Regions from separate parts of the Zea mays genome. Here region 2 is linked to region 1. Evidence: chromatin contacts called from public Hi-C data. All regions are on one chromosome and are shown on one strand. Each heading gives the region's core, a stretch centred on a gene start, on an enhancer-like site or on the middle of the called end of the contact. The rest is flanking DNA. Distances are from core to core; before and after follow the strand shown. Region 1 has its middle 64 kb from the start of LOC103651348. Region 2 holds the start of LOC100383523 (putative AMP-dependent synthetase and ligase superfamily protein).

Region 1 (5,954 bases), core at 1,875-4,374:
CCCTACATATGGTCTGCCACTCAAGCCTAGTCCTAATAGTTCAAGAGTGCGTTGTAGTACGAGGGGCTCATAGGTCATGAGTGTGTCACAGACCGAGGAGTTCGTAGGTCATAAGTGGGAGGCGGGCTCATAGGTCAGACGTAGTTAATGCGGACGACCACTCATGGTGGGTCAGTCTCAGACTAGGCGAGGAATCCACTCGAGTGGCTTCCCTTCGATTCACCCAGCCCCCTCTCCAGCTCCGCCTCTCGTGCGCTCCTGAGCTCGGTGCCTTAAGGTTTATCTGGGGCGGGCGCTTCCACGGTAGATGATGCCCTTACCCTCTTGCTAATCGGTGGTCCCCGGTGGCCCGGAGGTACTTCTCTCATGCTTCCTCTAATCGATGGGCCCTATGGGACCGAGGATCTTATGCTTCCATGTAGTTTTATTTATAAATTGTGTATTTAATATTATTATGCTTGAGTTTTATACTTTTAATTGTTGTTATGAATGATGTAATTTTATTTGCTTAATTATGTTATTTGAAGTATTTGAGTTCCAATAAAACAAAGTGTTTCATGTCAAATAAAGTCGGTAAAAGAAAAAGTTGATGTCACGACGAGATGGCTATTGGCCGATGCTAAGGTTATGCGCTAAAGCGTTACGGTATTGCCAATATAGACCGATAGTTAGCTGATGCGGCGATAGATAGAGCCCACACTAGAGCTGGAACCAGCCTTGTAACTGCTAAAACTAAATTTGGCATCGGGATCCAAGCCAGCCAGATCTTTACTTCCCCAACGCTTCGGCCGATGGGTCGTCGTCGTCGGTAGGTGCAGAGAAAGCACGCAACGAGAAAACGCCTCCCCTCCGAGTCCCACGGTCCCACCACAAAAGCCAAAAGCCGTGCACACAGATGCGCCATTAGTCTGGCCACTGATAAGGAGCCCTGCTGGTCTGCATTGATGCCCTTCTTCTGCCTCTCTGGACTGAAGATCGGCATCCATGTGTTTCAGGCCCGGAGCGATTCTCGACACCATCACAGGAGAAAAAGCCTAGCCAAAGGCAAAAGCGATCCAGCGCTCTCCGGCGGCCACCTAATAGCGTGGAATTAAGTAGTCGCATAATTATCGCAGTAGCCACAGAATCGACATGATAGAGGCAGTATGATTTCGCGCCGGTGCTTTAATTTGTTCTTATTCAGCCCAATCCTTGGCTTGCAAGTCTGGGTCTTCCTTTTTCGCTCCGATATTTTGTTATCGTTTGTTTTATCTTAATACATATATATATGCGCACAAGATAAAAGATATGCCCCGATCGGTCGACCCTCTCGCATCTGGTCTTCGGCTTATTGAGAGGAGAGCCCACGTGATTTGACGTTGATGTCCTAGCGACCCACTTGGCGTTCTCGGAAATTCTCCGTGCTCTCCCTAGGAGCCCGAACTGTGCTCTGACAGAGACGGCAGATCCGTGGTCGGAAGAACAGAAGAAGAAGAAGAAGAAAAATCACGAAGTAATGCACCCTTTGTAATTTGGCTTGCGTTGCTGCTTGCACTGAATGAAGCTGCGCTTGCAAACGGACACTGTTGTTGCCTGCTGTGTGTACTTGTAATGTTGATTGTTTGGTCAGATATGGTCTGGTTTAATAGGATGGTTTCATCGTTAGATCGGTCACTGAGAAGCACTGTAAGTGGACCTGCCGATAATAACATGGCGAGATTCGCAGTTGCAGTTGCAGCAACTCCATCAGTCAAGTCAATGGCTTTGTCATGCAACAAAGGAACGTCCCATGGCCCGATGGTTCGTGTGCCAACCACTAGCAAGCAATAAAACTTTCGTCGATATTATAGTTTACACAAGGTCGAGGAGCTAAGGCCCTGTTTGGGAACACAGTTTTTTCAAACTGCAGTTTTTCAAATAGTAAAGCATGCTTTAGTCATGACATTACTACAGTTTACAATACTTCAGTTTTCGAATACAACAGTATCCAATACATCAAGGTGTTTGGGAAAAACTTTGGTTGAGACCAATCAGCCAGAGCGGGACCCAGCTGGCGCTCTCTTTACAGAGAAAAACTTTGGCTGAGACCAAAGTTTCCAAAACTGCAAAACAAGTGCAGTATTTACAATACTACAGTTTAGTATACAGAGATTTTAGATGAGTTGCCAAACACCTCAAAGTATATAATACCACAGTATTGCTCAATACTACAGTATTGCTTCAATACTGCAGAAAAACTTTGTTCCCAAACACCCCCTAAGTTAAACTGGGAGAACTGGAGGGGATTAAGTTTTGCAGACAAACTGGCTTTGTTGCGCTCTCTTGCTTTCGTGTTTGGTTTTTTTCTCTCTTCCCAACAAAGGAGACAGAAAGTAAAACGATGCGGCGGCAAGTCGCAGTTCAGCGCTTCTTTTTCCCATGCCTTACTATCTACGTACGTGAACTCTCGGCGACCCTGAATCTGAATGAATGAAGAGGAAGACTCCAAATTCGATGCGATCACATACTAGTACGACGGATATGGAAGAGGAACGGCGTGTTAGCCAAACAGAAAAAAAGTCACACAACACAGCTGCACAAGTCATCATTGTTTGTATACGCGGCACGCCATGTCGTAGCCGCAACCAGCTGATAGCTAGAGTTTTTTTTAAACACCGGATTTTTTTTGTCTGTTTAATCGTGTAAGGTCATCCCTTGGAGGCAACCAAGGTCCAGCCAGCAGAGAGGGCAAGCACTCTCTTGCTTGTGCAATTTACAAAGCGAGATTCCTTCCGATGATGAGCGATCCAATGCAAGACCAGCTTTACTTGTCAATCTAATTGCTATGCTTTTGGCACCGCATGCAGATTCGCGTACAAGTTAAAGGCGGGGGAAAGAACTATAGGAGCAGACGCAGCTGGTAGCCGTGACGAGATCATGCCATGCTCCATGCATAATATGTCGTTATTAAGTATAGCTAGCGAACGACAAAGCCGATCATCAGCATACCAACAACTCCAAATCGGCGTTGGCTAGCTAGCTAGCTACCTTAATAAAAGCTGGCCCAGTTGTCGTGCGTTGATTTTTTCCCCTAAGCTGTGGGTTATTGGTCAAGTGCCAACGCAGGCAGGGCGTTTTTGCTTTAGTATCCGTCGCCGTCGGCTCGCCTCATATGCACGGGACGGATCGCCGTCGCGTGGCATAAAAATCAGCTCCCGAGCGGCCGCGGGTACGTTGTAGTCGTCGGCTACGTCGCGGACGAAACCAGCGCGCGGCTTTTTTGCCTGTGGACGAAACGAGCGGCGGCATGCAGACGCAGCACAGGAGGGCATCGGCTCAGGCAGGGCGTTTTTTGCCTTGTCCGTCGTCGTCGTCGGCTCGCCTCATACACACGGGTCGGGATGGATCGCCTTATCTCGTCGCGTCGCATAAAAATTAGCTCCCGAGCGGCGGCGTTTCACCCGCGCGTAGTCGTCGTCGGCTAGGGAGCGGACGAAGCGAGCGCGTCTTCTTCTTCTTCTTCTTCTTTTTGCCTTTGGACTTTCTTTCCTTGTCGCGTGGCCAGAATCGGTGTGCTCGAAACAGAGAGGCACCAGCGCACGGTTCGCAGAAAACAAAAGGCATCGATCGGGTTTCCATGCAGCCACTTTTGTCTCCGACGCCACTGCAGTCAGAGGCGCTAATGTGCTCTAAATTTTATATTATAAAATTTAAGAATCGAATTACATTAAAATCTAACTTTATCACTATTTATTTTTTAAAACTATAAAAGTAATTAAGAGTCTAAACTTACTGAGTAGAAACATTTGGATCGTGCCACGCCCCTGTCTGTGCAGAAACCGGAAACGAAAGCGTTATTTACTGTGTACAGTAAGCCTTTAAGCTTGGTTGTAGGCGTCTTTACATGCTTGTCTGCTGGCTAACCTTCTAGAAGTTGACTTGGCCCGGAACAAATAAAAGCTCACCACACTTTGCGTTTTGCGTGGATAAAATGGTGGGGCCAAAGCGACGAGGACTTGGACGCTGACATTTCCAAGGCCAAGGCTACTACTCTACTAGCAGAGCACTACTGGTTTCCCTTCCGCATTTGGAGCTGTGGTGGTCCAATCGACTGCTGCGTCTCTCTCCTAGTCTTCTTTCATTTCCACTCAAGGTGTCGGGCGGGGAGGTCCCAACTTCTTTCATTTCCCAGAGTCGACCTCGTCCTCATCAAGATCTCTCAACAGAGCACCTCTTCGTGGCTTGGAGAAATTCTTGCGGACGTATGGACGATGCCGGACCACGCTGCTGTTACGACGGCGACGAATGGATCTGCCAGCTCGTGCAGCAATCGCGGCTGGAGATCGATATGCCCAGGTCGGGTCAGACTCCTTGCTAGACGAGCTCCTCTCCTTTGACGGCTCCTCCATGACCACGAATGGGGATTTGGCTTCCTAGACGGAGGTTCTACTGATGCCGATTTGAAAATGGGATTTAGCTTTCTAGACGGACGTTACTGTTAGACAAGAAATGGGATTTGGCTTTCTAGACGGACTTTGCTGCTAGACAAGAAATGGGATTTGGCTGCTGATGCAGATCGCTGGAATCGCTCCTTTGCTGGCTTGCTGCTGATGTAGATCGAAATGGGATTTGGCTTCCTTTATGGTGCGCAATCAGGGTGTGAACGAGAATATGTGGCGCATGAGGAACGACGCAGCGGCGGCGGCAGTGCGAACGGCGTGACGGAGGTAAAACGACAAATTCATTGGACATACTGTTTGGGCTAGAGCGCCTAATTCAACCGGACGGAGGGAGTAGTTGTCTTCAGCTTATTATTACCGTGCACGTCTGCTAGTACTACTACCGTGCTTATCAGATCAGCTTCCCCCTCTCCTCGAACGAAAGAGCATCTCCTACACGTTCTGACGCACGTCTTTTCGCGAATTCTGTGATGGCCGGCAAATGGAGATAACGTGATCGGCTCTCTCTCTGACTCTTTCTCTTCCCAGACAGAGACGTTAGAAAGGTACTGTTGCCGTGCTGAAAACGAAACTGGCTGCCCCCGCGCCACGTATGTCACCTGGTTAGAGTAAAGTTTACCACCTCGCTCGCAGGAAGGACAAGTGGCGCTTTGCTTCGCGTGGCTGGCTCTCAGTCTCTCACTCTGTCACTCAGACACTCACTCACCCAGCCAGGCACGACGCTCCCCTTTTCTTTAGTCATCTACTCATCCCCAAGTCAAAGGCTCCTGGTTGGACGCCCACTGCCTAGCTAGCTACTCCAATTATTGCCGCGTTTAACCGAGCAACGCACTCATGAGTCATGACTGCATGCGCAGCTGTGTTTTTGTTTTCCCTCGTGGTGGAGAAGGGTCAGGTACGTCGCGACCTGGCAACGCCGACCGCATCCCGCCGCCAGCAGTTTTCGCCTCGTCTCCCGGGGTGCACTGTAGCGCCCACGGGGAGACCCGCCGCCGTCTCCGTTGCATCATTTGCCCGTGGCGCTGCTTTCCGCGCATCATATGGAGCAAGTAAAACTAACCGTGGGTAGGGACATGCACAGACCGTAGCGCGTGCGTGGAAACAAACAAACAAACAAAAACCAGGAGAGCACGGGGGGGGGGGGGGGGGGGGGGGGGGGGGGGGGCAGGCAGTGGAGGACCGGAGGAGGCCTGATCGTGACCGGAAGGAGGAGGGCTCGTCGGAGTCGCGGCCGCTCTCCGCGACCCATTCCGACGCCCAAGGGACGCCGCCGCACGTCCCTTTCGCGCGCGCGGACCCGATGCGTTGCGTGCGTTGTGCCGGGTCCTCCTCCCGTCCTCCGGCCGGCCGTGGCGATGCCGAGGCCCTAGTCGTCCTACCTCGTCGCTGCTCCCAGCTTACGGCCCACGGCCCACGGCCCACGGCCCACGGCCCACGGCCCGCAGCCGTGTCCCATTACAAAAACGAAGCGGGCTCGTGTCATGGTGTGGCGCCTCGCCATCTTGGCACGGTGTGTTTTTTTAAAACTTCTCTTTC
Region 2 (5,954 bases), core at 1,630-4,129, 200 kb before region 1:
CACCTCTTCAATCACCCGGTCAAATATATGAGCAAGCGGAAGATAGGAAATGTAAACGTCATCCATGTTAAGCTGATAGAAGAAAACAATATCTTGTTATAGGACGAGACGATGCATTGAGATAAAAACACAGAAGCAAAATATGAATGGGTGAATGGCCTACCTGCTCGTTTGAGTTGTTGAGGAACTCATCTACTGCTGAAACAATGGTAACAATGCTCTTGTTCGAGATTAGTACTCCCTTAGGATCACCAGTTGTTCCACTGGTGTACATTATTGTACATATGTCATCCTTTTCCTTGGGTGGAAGTTCAAACTTCTCTTTACCTCCCTGTTGGTAGAACAGAAAAAAAATAATTTTCTAACTGATATATCAAGGCATATTTCTCGCAAGGATGCCCCCAAAAATGTATAAATTTGAAATGAAAAACATGCCTTAACACATTATTAATATTCTTGTAACTAAGCACTTATTCATTCCATGTGTGATTTGGTCAGGAAAGGAGAACCTTACCAGTTGCAGAAACTCTTCCCATGAGTAGATGGACAAGCCATTCTGTTCAACTTTTTCCTTGTGCCCAGGATCAACCTTACCGAAGCTTACAAGTGCTTAAAACAAAATGAATGACTATCAGTAAGTCAAATCAACTGCATTATAGCTTATCCACACAGCCAGAAAATTTCTCGAACTTACTTTTCAGATATTTGGTCGCATTGGGAAATGTCTTGAGCATCTGAAAAAACAATGAATTATTTGAAATGCCCAAACAAAGAGCCTAGCACAAGATATTCTTGATAGATCGAGCAAGTTAGACATACAATGTACTGTGGGTTATTCAAATAAATCAAACTAACACATAATGTATTGTTTTGTTACCTTTTTCGCTATAAGAAAAATGTAAATCATATTTTTACATTCGTGCTGTAGCATTCTTTGTCACAACAAAGGTCATATGAGAAAAACTTAATAGGGTTGATATAGTTGATAAAATCATGTCTTGTTTTTGTAGTGACAACTTATAAGCTGGTTAAAAAAACAACAATTTTAAGTTGCATCAAATTCTACTATGCGGACAAGGGTAGAGAAGTTATCAAATGGTTCCAATCAAGAAGCATACCTCTCCGATCTTCTTTTCCTCAACAAAAGCAATTTGTACCTCTGCATGGCACAATACGAATTCTACTGCCCCGGCACCTACAGCCATAAAAGTTGACAGTAGATGCAGTGGACCATTGTTATCAGCTTACCAAATAGGACCTTTAACATGCATGCGTGTGTGACTGTGTACACATGTTGTGATTTGACAATTTGCTTTGAGAACATGATAATTCTGAAGAATTTTCATTGTTCGGTACAAACAAAAAAGCTTACCAAGCGTGTCATATAGTGGCACACAGTAGATGCCATGGGCATTGCAGGCCTGAACGATTAAGCAATGGAGTGCATAAGCAACATGGTAAAAGGGGGGGGTAGCATTGTGAAAGTTGTGATATAGTCAATAAACAAAAGGATTCAGAAATATATTCGTTAGATAGTAGAATCCTGGCATCCACATCGACAGAAATTTACACAGACTTCTCCAGAGACGTTCTCCCCAAAATGACCAAACAATTGACCAAGTCAAAAACTATGTACTAAAGAAGAATTTTGCTTTCCAATAAATTCCAGCACGTTATGAAAAGTTAAATGCTCTGGCCATCTTTTTCTTTGGTGGAACAAGAAAGTTGTATCAGTAGGGCTTGTAGCAACGAGGCTAATTGTCTTTTCTTTTATTCAGTGTCTGCTGAATACACAATATCATCCTATGTTTCTAGTTGGGTTCCGGATATTGCTTGCTAGTACAATAAGTGCACCTGCATACTGATGACCCACTCAGGAGAATTGGCTCCATAGATGCCACACCGGCCGCCCTGCAGACAATCATACACGCAACTGTGAGCGAGCGATAGATACATCAGCATGGCCAATAATGTAGAAAATAAACAAACAGGTCTAGCCTCTCAACGTGGAAGATCACGCGCAATAAGCCAAGCAAACGCCCATACCTTGCCGACGCCACAGCTCCGGATGGCAGACCCAACATCGAGCACGGTGTCGTATACCTGCTTGTAAGTCAGCCATGTGTAGCTGCCAGCCTGAGGACGCGTGAGACAAAGAGGCGACAGTGGAATTCAGCAGAGCATTAAAAACCAAAGCACCGCATGCACGCAGGTATGGAACGGAACCCCCACGGGCGCGGGTATGGAAGCAGGCTGCGGGCCGCGATCACCGACCTTTCCGTGGACGATTTCGCGGCGGCCCAGCATCTTGTTGTCGGGGCACTTCTCCACGGACAAGCTGCACGGAGGCGCATGACGCGCACGAGCCCGTCAGAACCAGGTTTGGAAGAAAACAAAGTACGAGTAGTTCCTACGGAGGATCGCGGTGGGTTCATATCGATGGTGAGCGCAACCCACAGGCTGGAGCCTGGCATTGCGAATCCCGGGGGGCAAGAACAGATCTATCTGTACGCCTACGCGCGCGCGCGCGCGCGGGGAGAAAATCGAGAGAAGGACGGCTGGGAAGGAAGGAAGGATGACGCACGCGCGGCGGCGCGCGGAAAACGGACGACGTACCGGAATATGTCCCAGCAGCACTCGAGCCCCGGCACGGCGGGCGGCGACGCGGCGTTGCCACCGGCCGCGCATCGGTACGTGGGCCCCGCCGATGGCGCCCCGCCCTCCGCCGCCGCCTCCCTTGCCGGCTCCACCTGCACGAGGTGCTTCATGGATCCCGTGACCATGTCTGTCTGTTCCCTGTGCTCTCGGCCTCTCCCCTCCTCCCTCCCTCCTCCCTCTCCGAGTCTCCGTGGGCGTGTGTCTGTCGAGACGAGCGGCGCGGCAGGCACAGCCGCACAGGCAGCGGCGCGTCGAATTTATTGCACCGCGAACCGGGCCGGTGGTGCGGTACCGCGGGCTGTGTCCAACTTCCAACGCCAACAAAGGTAACGGCAGCCCAGGCCCTGAACTCAGAATGTCACACGCACGGCACGCGCTACTATTTGTATCCCCTCCCCGGCAGGCACACGGCCCGGGGAACCGATACTACAGCACAGCAGTCAGCGGTCAGTAGTATTGTATTGCGTTACTGCATGGAGGCCTGTGCTGTGCTGTGCCGCGACCGCCAACACTGACCTGACCCCAACAGCAACAGACGAGGATACGGGACGCATGCAGAACGCATGGTTTACAAGAGTTCAGACGGGACGGGATCTCTTTCTCCAGCGCGTCACGAACGGCGACGGATTTGTTTATGTGGCACGGCAAAAGTGACGCGGCGGCGGCACTGCAGACCGCACGGCACGGTGGACTGGACGGGCGGGCCGGGGCTGGCTCGTGGAGGGTGATGGCGTAGCGTGGAATTTGATCGGGGATGGAACCGTCGTTGAGATTGACAAGGATCGGTTCAACTTCAACGGTTGTTAGTTGCAGGCACTGCAAACACTGTTCTAGAACTATTGTATCGCTATGGGCACTGCACGGAAGGGACCGGCTATTTAAACTCGGCAATAATGATGCCATGGCGTGGCGTAGGGTGGCAGGCTTTTCTTACTCATTCTATAGGTAATGTAGAAGTGAAGGACTGCTTGAGCGACCAACCAACGTGTTCGAACCAGAAATAAGCCGGCGGACTGAGGCCGGACAGTCCGCGGTCCGGACGGTCCGCGCCTGTGGGCCGAACGGTCCGCGCGTGCGCAGAACAGATTAGGGTTCTGAGTTTTGTGCTACGGTTGTTAGCTATATAAGCGGGATTAGCTCGGAATCAGTTGTGTAAAGGGTCCAGCCCCCCTCCTCTATAAATAGAGAGGTCTACGGCCGATTTGTAATCATCAACAATCGAATCAATACAACTTTTATTCGCATTTTATCCTAGGAGTAGTTCTAGTCTAGTTTAGGTTTAACCTCTCAATCTCCAAATCCTTCGCCTCTTTTTGACTCTACGCCGATTGGAGGAGTCTAGGTCGGCCGGCCCGAGCCTAGACAACCCCTAGGATCTCTCCTCCCCGACGGGGTCCCTCCCGGGAGCGAGATCCAGGCCGCCGCCGGCGATTTCCGCCGCCCCTGCGCACGCGCGGACCGTCCGGCCGTCAGGCAGGGAACCCGAGCTCCTGCACCAGGTCGCGGACCGTCCGGCCCTGCGCCGCGGACCGTCCGCGCCTGACCAGATAGCACCGCCGCCTCGCGCCAGGTCGCGGACCGTCTGGCCCTGGGCCGCGGACCGTCCGCGCCTGACCAAAGAACACCGCTGCTGGTTCTCTTGGGTATTTGGCGCTCCGAAAAGGCGTCAACATACTTTTTGGCGACTCCGCTGGGGAAGACATATCTAAGCTCATCAAATCGGCCCTCAATGGCCGGTTCAAGGGATAGCTCTGATATTTCTCCAAGCAACATCATAGAGCCGACTTGGGAAACCTTGCCGGCTGACGAGCAGCTCCAGTTCGAGGAGCACAAGGAGCGGATGATCCAGGAGGCGAAAGCAAAGTTCTTGGCCAACTTCAAAGTGGACAGGAACAACAAGGTCGTCCGACATCGGGCGACGGATCCGGCTTCGCTCCAACCCACGCCAGATATCTCCAATGTAAGTAATACCAACGATCTGCAATCTCTTAGAAATTATGTAGAAGATCAGCGTGAACAAATGCAGAACATCATAGGGGGTATGCAAAGCGATCTTAAGAGACTAGTGCGTGCATTTGATAAATCTAGTATCACAAATTTTCCTTCGCACGAGGTTGAGTTAGGAGGTAACACGCGTAACACATCGGCTACAGGTTGTCACGACCAGTCACAACCCCTTTATGGGATGCCGATGGACACATACCCTGAGCAACCGCAAATCGGCAGCAAATCAGCCGATCTGCACATGCCCGGACCGTCCGCACGTGAGCGCGGACCATCCGGACCAACAACAGTCGGGCCGATTTTTAATGAGTTACCTAGATATGCGCCCGAACCTCCACACACGACACAAAATCTAAACTACCCAGTCGGACCGTCCGCGTACAACAACGGACGGTCTGCACATAATCACGGACGGTCCGGGCCAATGTCCGGACAGTCCGCACATGACCTTTTTGAGGAGGATTGTTACCGGAATCCTCACCCGTCCCAGCAGCACTTCCCATCGCACTATACAATGCATCAACCCATTAATTCAAGATCCAGAGCCCAGGAAAGCTTTCCGGCCCCACCCAGGAGGCCGGAAAGAAACGATCAAACCTATGACCCATATAGGGCAAATGAAAATGCACCACGTAACTCAAACCAATGGGGAGAAAGACAACATGCTAATATCCAGCCAACCCCACCTATGTTTGACCAGAGAGCCGGTGGTCTCGCACCGGCTGCCATTGATATAGTAAGGGAAGAAATAGCCGGGGCGTTCCGAGATAAGCTCGGAGTAAGCATGGTCCCTGGGGGGCAATCATATCGGAAACCTTATGACAACCGATTTGATCATCACCCATACCCACAGGGAACCAGGATACCCGAATTCGCAAATTTTTTGGGTGATCAAGGGAAAAACACACGCGAACATATAGGCCAGTTCTTAGCACAATTGGGAGAATTGGCCGACACAGAGGCATTTCGCGTACGTTTATTTTCATTATCGCTAACAGGAACCGCGTTTGCATGGTATGCCACTTTGCCTCCTAATTCCATTTCATCATGGGGGGATCTAGAACAAAAATTTCATGATCATTTTTTCTCCGGTGACTATGAGTTGGATTTGGTAGATTTAGTGTCGTTGCGACAGACAAAAGATGAATCGGTTAATGATTACATCCGGAGATTCTGAGATACAAGAAACCGATGCTTTCAAATTCATTTAGCAGAGAAACAACTAGTAGGATTAGCCTTTAATGGTCTGCGATATTATTTAAAAGAAAGATTAGAAGGCATCCAATTCTTTA

The links. A called contact is a pair of places that touch in the nucleus more often than the background predicts.
Region 2: a contact with region 1 is called in a Hi-C map of endosperm, with 4 times the contacts expected there. The contact joins the promoter of LOC100383523 here to the enhancer-like site in region 1. A contact is called at or near these places in 2 of 25 Hi-C or Micro-C datasets (ear and endosperm).

Annotation. Positions count from the first base shown.
Region 1 is chr3:213,839,866-213,845,819 of Zm-B73-REFERENCE-NAM-5.0, reverse strand. No RefSeq gene overlaps it. Among protein-coding and RNA genes, the nearest start is that of LOC103651348, 64 kb to the left of the region's middle. Within about 2 kb of position 3,124, at least 18 of the 20 cell types and tissues checked have an H3K27ac peak or open chromatin away from gene starts, as enhancers often do. A contact at or near this core is called in endosperm, where this site is marked.
Region 2 is chr3:214,036,835-214,042,788 of Zm-B73-REFERENCE-NAM-5.0, reverse strand. LOC100383523 (putative AMP-dependent synthetase and ligase superfamily protein) reads right to left here and starts at 2,879. Exons shown (of 19, transcript NM_001176171.1): 1 at 2,617-2,879; 2 at 2,275-2,338; 3 at 2,047-2,136; 4 at 1,855-1,911; 5 at 1,373-1,421; 6 at 1,119-1,195; 7 at 695-734; 8 at 515-609; 9 at 164-331; 10 at 1-72. The coding sequence starts at 2,783.